Linked DNA regions of Gossypium hirsutum: region 2 is linked to region 1. A link is a contact called in public Hi-C data. All regions are on one chromosome and are shown on one strand. The core of a region is the stretch at or near the end of the contact, and the rest is flanking DNA. Distances in the headings are between cores, read along the strand shown. Region 1 holds the start of LOC107948468 (uridine nucleosidase 1). Region 2 holds the start of LOC121228136 (solute carrier family 35 member F1).

Region 1 (3,456 bases), core at 677-3,176:
ATGTATCAGATGACGAATGGTTACATGAAATGGTTGTGTAAAATTTTTACAAGAACCGGTCATATGGAAATATATGTACAAAATAGTTGTATGAAATAATTATGAAGATAGATAAACGAAATAAGAATAAGTACATGGAATATAATTTATGTTAAGTTTGATATAAATTTTACCGGAATAAATATACATAAAATATATGGAAATGATGGAGCATGAAATATTGATATAATGAAATGATTGATATATACTTATGAAGAAACGGTAAGAGAATGATATGTTTCATGACATGTACATATATGATTATCTTTGATATGTTGATACAAGGAAATTATGTAAGTAAAGACAATTATTAAACTCAAGTGTGACATGTCGAGAAATTAAGTATATCAATATTGAATTTATATGAAATATGTGCAAGTATACTAACAATGATGTTGTTTGACGCTTAGACAAGTATCAAGCTATTAATTGAATGGTAACATGTTTAATTATAAGAAGCATTGAAATGGTAAGTACTTAGATGAAAATAAAGATTTTGCGAAAATTTTATGATCCTGATTTAATTCTGGTTAGTTTTTAATGTATGTTTGGGGCTTCAAGGGCCCAATAGAGAGACGTTATGATTATCTTCAAAATATGAATAATAAATGATCAGAATTATCTAAAAATGTTCAGTAAACTCCGGTAATACGTCGTACCTATTCCGGCAATGGATACGGGTAGGGGGTGTTACAAAATGTGCATTTTTAATACATTTTTTTATAATTTTTGGGATTTTAGTTTTTAGTATATGGTACATGGAATGTCACATCAGTATACTTGTCTGGATGGTACTTCATATGTTATTGTAGATTTTATCAGTCACGTAAGTGTCTATTAATAATCAAATTGATTAATGATAGTTTTCATTATCGGAAGGGCCTAACTAATTTTATTTTAGTAATTGAGAGCTGAATTGATTTTGTTTTAATACTAATAATTTTTTAATAAATATTTTTCAATATTCAAAATTTAATAATAAAATAAAAATAATTCAAAAACCAATTTAATAATATAATAAATAATAAAAATTATTTTTATCAATTTAATTTTATTCTAAACTCGTACCTTATATAAATTCTAGATAATAGTTCAAATAAATAAAATTTATATGCATATTATATAACCATAAATATTACATAGAAATAAACAGAAGAAAAATATCACATACAAATTCATATGCATATACGCATCATATAATAATATTAATTATTTATATATATTATATAATCCAAATACAATATATCTATTAAAACAAATTTATATTGTGTAAATATGATGCAAAATCATAGTCTACAAATTTATCGTGCCCAAAGTCTTTTATATTGAATTTTCTTGGCCGCCAATGTTGTGAAATTGAAGCATTCAGTTGTTTTGGAATTTCAATATATCTCATAAATAATTCTCAACCTAACAATTCTTACACAACTTGTTGTATTAAAATTGTTAATTATATACATTGTCTTAGATATGAAACAGTTTTAAAATTTATAGTAAATATTTATCCATTAATCAACATTTATCTCCCAATTATCAAATCTTTCTCATTTAAATGTTGGTCACAATTCCAATTTAATAGTTGCATATGAATCATGATGATTATACATAAAGGATAATATAAAATAGATGCATCATCATCAGCATCGTCTATGAAATTGTACCTTCACCCAACCAATGACTACTTTTTTTTAAATTAAACAACAGGTTGTCCTCCCTTTTTCTGAATAATTATTATTTCTGCTCTGATCCCATACGATACGGTCCAAGATTAGGACCACTCACATTAACCCACGTTGCCATTTACCATTCGCTGTTACAAATCAATTATGCTGACGTCAGCATACCCCCACCTTAAGGCGCTTTAAACTAGTATTAAAGGAGGAAGTAACATCATATCCCATAAACCAAAATAAAACACATCTTTGTTTGGTGTTCTTCTTGGGGGGACTCTCTGTTGGCATCGCAGAGCGGCCTACCTCTTCCTCTTCCTCTTCCTCTACGACAATTAAAACAAGAAATTCAAATCTCTCAATTGTTTTTTTATTCACATCCATATTCATTAAAATCTTAGATTAGATTATTACCACTTTGTGTTTTTCTAATTGCGTTGAATATGGATTATGAATTAAAGAAAGATTGTCACGATGGAATTGTCGTTAATGGCGGAAGCGATGGCCTTTTACTCTCACATGCCAACAGGAACAAGCTCATTATCGATACCGATCCCGGGATTGGTCAGTTTCGCTCCTTTTTATTTATTTACTTTTTCTCTGGTTGGCTGCCAATTTAGTTGCATAAACTAGAATTATAATGAAATAGGAAACAATTTTACTTTTTCAATTTATATTTGTCCTTGGAGTTTTACTTCGGGATAAGCTATAAAGTTTCATTTAAAAAGCTACGTTGACTCTCTCTGTCTATATAGAAAAGTTTTATTCGAGGGGCGTGTGATGAGATCTATATAGGAAAGTTTCGGGTTTTGATATGTATATAATGAAACCGGAAAATTTTTATTAAATTATACAAGGAAGTGAAAACAATATGGAGTGGATTGATTGATTGGCAGGATTAGATATGTAGAGATTTTGTTTGAGTTTGACCCTGAACAATGTATGAATGCGTTTTTCATTTGATTAACAGATGATAGCATGGCGATCTTTATGGCATTTCAAAATCCAGAATATGAGATCTTAGGTTTGACCACCATATTTGGCAATGTCCAAACCGAAGATGCCACTCGTAATGCCTTACTTCTGGTACGTGCTTCTCCTTTCTGGTTTTCATATGCATTTGGAATACGTTCATGATTTTATCCTCTTTTCGAGGTGCAAAAGGATAGTGTGAAATCGCAGGGCGTCCTGATGTTCCTGTAGCACAAGGCAGCCCCGAGCCGCTTACGGTAAATGCTTCAGTTTTCCCTTTCCTAAATTACAATGTAATTCCATGGGAATACTAATGGGCCTCGCTGCAATTGTTAACTTGCTTTATTGTGCTTTGATATTCTTCCTTTTTTTTTCTTTTTTTTCCTTTTTTTTTTGGGGGGGGGGGGGCAATTACTATATCTTTTATTTACCATAGCCTAATTGTGGTTGGTTTGTATGGAAAAGGGTGGGAGGCCGAATGTTGCCGACTTTGTTCATGGCTCTGATGGACTGGGGAATATATTCCTATCTCCACCAAAAACTAGCAAATCTGATAAGACTGCCTTTGAATTTTTAGTTGGGAAGGTTTCTGAATATCCTGGTAAAGTATCTATACTTGCACTTGGACCACTCACAAACTTGGCACTGGTAAGACCTTGCTACTCTCTTATCAATTTCCTCCATTTTGGTTATGGGCTTCGCAGGTAAGTGCTTAAACACAGTTTCTCTTTTTTTTTAAATCCAGGCAATCAAAAGGGACTCTTCCTTTGCCAGC
Region 2 (3,456 bases), core at 388-2,887, 350 kb before region 1:
AACAATATATATATATAATTGCAATGCCACATTGCAGATTCAATTCAAAAGTCATAAATTAACCATATGCTACCAAGCATAAAGGATACAACTCGACACCGCTCAATAGCATCCCAAAAAGACCAATCATCGAAACCACTTCGATTCGGTCTTTCTTCTTAACACAAAATTCCTGCAATTTAGAAATGAAAAAGCAGATAGCTAAGACAAATAATCTTGAGGTTGCCATTAGATACAGAACTAATGGTGTAATAGTTCAATAGATTCACCAACCTCACCAACATTGCTCATGGCAAAGAAGAGAGTGCCAGCAATTACTAGTGCATCTCCAAGAATTGGTTTGGAACCACCTGCATGTGCAGAGAAACAAGTACTTCACTCCGGAAAATTCGAATGACTTCCAGTAATGGCGTGCTGTTTACGAATTAAAACATCCATAAAGAAACAGAGTTCCATAACTATAAGAATATCTTCTGCATTAGACCAGAATGTTACCTCCACCACCCACCCCTGCATCGGAGAGGAGCACTAGACCAAGGCCAAGCACACAAAGAGCAGCACCTCCTAGCTGCAATAAAGAATATCTAGTGCCTATGAAGAAATATGTGAGAAATATTGCCCATACGATGGTCCAGCAGTCCAACAGTGTCACACTAGTGATTGAGGAGAACTGGAAGGCTTTGTTAACTGCAAAAGAAAAAAAAGGGAAAAAGGAATGGCTCTTTTGTCACGGTAATTTTTGCAGTAACATATCAGACATATTCCACTTTCTTTTTTCCCCCAGTTAAGAACATGTTTTTGGGAGATCATGTTATGAGATATTAGTGACTACTACAGACTCACCAAGATAATTCCCTTGAACATCAACAAAGCCGAGGGCGAGATACCAATACCAAGGAATCTGCAAACAGAACAGGATTGAAGTATCAAGGAATCCTTTTGAATATAAGATTAGTGGAGTTGATAAGTGATTACCCTTAGCTTTTGACCCCTATAGAGCAAGATGCTACCATAAACCACAGCTAAAGCGAAGTAAGTGAAGGAAGTCTGAGTGATAGGCGCATCCACACCTAGACAAAAAGCCAACACACTGATGAGCAAACAAAGAATATAAAATTCCAAATTCATCTGAATATTTTTCATAACCAGAAGCAAGTTAAGAGTAGAGGGTTAAGTTGAGCTTACCAAGACTGGCTATCAAAGAAGAAGTAAAGCTCATAAGTGCAAGAACGAAAGAAACAAGTTGGCCCAGAAAAAGCCTGAACAAATTCTTCAAAGTTACTTGAGTTTTGAACCAGTTGCCGACACTACTCCAGCTCATTTTTTGTTTGTCAAAAAAATCGTTTGATAAAATTTGTTCTTCAAGTACACAGATCGTCAAAAAGGGAATGGGGTAACATTCATGTCAACATCAAAGGATTTTAAAGCTTTCTTCTTCTGTTTTTTTCCTTTATTTAATTATTGTCAGGTTTTGTTAAAAGAGATCTGCATCTAGGCGTAGCTACCATTCCAGGGTCATTTCCTTCGTAGTTGGACTGTTGAGACCACGTTCCTAATAGCTTCCACACCTCACCCAACGGTTACCGTTGGTAGTTGAAAGTTATCGTCTTTTTGCTCCCACGTGACACTCTCCACCGTGTCCGATGTCTTTTCAGATCTGATTTAGCTTATGAAGTCATACTTGGCGCCTGTCCAATTCCATTTGTTTTTTTTTTAATTATATAAGGATAGTTAATTTTTAATTTTGATCCTATATTTTTTTTTTTAAATTTGAGATTTAATTTTTATATTTCAATTCTGAAATAATTCGGTACCTCAACTCTTATAATTTCATTAATTAGTTGAAATTTGTTATCCCAATTAAAATGTTAATGTTAAACTTTAAGACTTATTGACACTGTTAATATTCCCTATTAAATTTAAATTCATTATGATGTTATTTTGTTACATGTATATAAATTTAACAATATATAGACCTGCATTTTTAAACTAAAAACTAAAAGAATTGAAAATAAAATAAAAATATAAAACCTTTAAATTTCTAACTTAAACAAATAAATATTTAATCCCACATTCAATAATGAATCCCACCAAAATAAGCAGCAACACTACGATATACATGTCTACAAAATATAAGAAAATTGGTAATTGAATAAGGGGTTATTTTGTGTGTGTGTGTGTGAGAGAGCTAATTGAAGTTGTTTTTAAAGAATTGAACAAGTTTTTAAGTGTATAAGGTTTGTTATTTTATTATATATCTCCGGATTAAAATATGATGCTTCCTTAAATATTATTTGTGATTAATTCTTACTATATATGTTTTTTCATGTTAGTTTTATAATTTATGTTAAGCAAGTTTAGTTTTGGGGTTGCTTTAAGAGTGCAAGTGCCTAAGACCTAAGGTTAAAAGGGCCCAAAAACCATATTTCAAGAATGGGCTTGATGTTAAGAATTCGTGATTGTTTTATCTAATAATCATTCTCTTCTTGAGAATACAATATGACTTATTATTGCACTCAATACTTGTTAGCTTTATTATCATTATTATGTTAACATGCAACATTAATATATAATATTTTTTTATTTATATGTCAAAAAAGTTCTTAAGAAAATGTGAAAAATCAATTAAGTCCCTGTGTTAGAATTGTGTGACCCAAATTCTAAGAGATTGCTTGCAAGTCAAGTTAAACAAAAATATATTTTCTTTCTAGAAGATTTAGTATTTATTAGTATAATATATTTAGTATTTATTAGTATAGTTTATTTGACTTACTAATTTAGCCTATAAATAGGCTCCTTTACAATCTTAGAAAAAAGAGACACCCATTAGATTAGAACTCATAACACATTCAGAGAATTTTGTGTTTACGTTTGAGGGTTCTTTGTTTTTCGGGTTTTCGGGGTTTAGTTTTTATCTCCATCTTTTGTACTCTTCATTCTTTTGCGATTATAGTAAAATTATCTTTGCCCGTGGTTTTTTTATCCTCTTTTGAGGGGTTTTTCCACGTTAAATTTGTGTGTTCATCTTCTCAATTTCTTCTACTATTTTTACTTGTTCGTTGCTTAATCGGGACGATCCTAACAAGTGGTATCAGAGCTAGTTTAACTTTCATAGATCAGCCCGGTCAGAGATGGCAGCAACAAGGTTTGAAATTGAGAAGTTCGATGGTGAGACAAATTTCAATCTGTGGCAAGTTCGGATGATGGCAATTCTAGTTCAAAATGGCTTGAAAAAGGTTGTTACAGGGAAAAAGCCTAAGAATCTAAATCAAACAGAATGGGAAGAGCTTGATGAAAAGGCCTTGTCTGCAATCCAGTTGTGCCTCGCGAATACAGTATTGCAGGAGGTATTGATGGAGAAGACCTCATTCGCCTTGTGGAAAAGGTTAGAAACTCTTTATGCAACTAAGTCTCTGGCTAACCGTTTAGTGTTGAAACAACGCCTATTTACGTTTC

Evidence for each region. Hi-C and Micro-C count contacts between places; a contact is called where the count stands out from the background.
Region 2: a Hi-C map of leaf shows a contact between it and region 1, with 3 times the contacts expected there. The contact joins the promoter of LOC121228136 here to the promoter of LOC107948468 in region 1. A contact is called at or near these places in 8 of 34 Hi-C or Micro-C datasets (anther, callus, hypocotyl and 2 more).

Annotation. Positions count from the first base shown.
Region 1 is chrA04:49,778,805-49,782,260 of Gossypium_hirsutum_v2.1, reverse strand. It overlaps LOC107948468 (uridine nucleosidase 1), which reads left to right and starts at 1,926. Exons shown (of 9, transcript XM_016883026.2): 1 at 1,926-2,273; 2 at 2,680-2,795; 3 at 2,879-2,938; 4 at 3,147-3,329; 5 at 3,427-3,456. The coding sequence starts at 2,153.
Region 2 is chrA04:50,132,778-50,136,233 of Gossypium_hirsutum_v2.1, reverse strand. It overlaps LOC121228136 (solute carrier family 35 member F1), which reads right to left and starts at 1,637. Exons shown (of 12, transcript XM_041111306.1): 1 at 1,186-1,637; 2 at 976-1,070; 3 at 844-901; 4 at 496-687; 5 at 274-350; 6 at 90-172. The coding sequence starts at 1,321.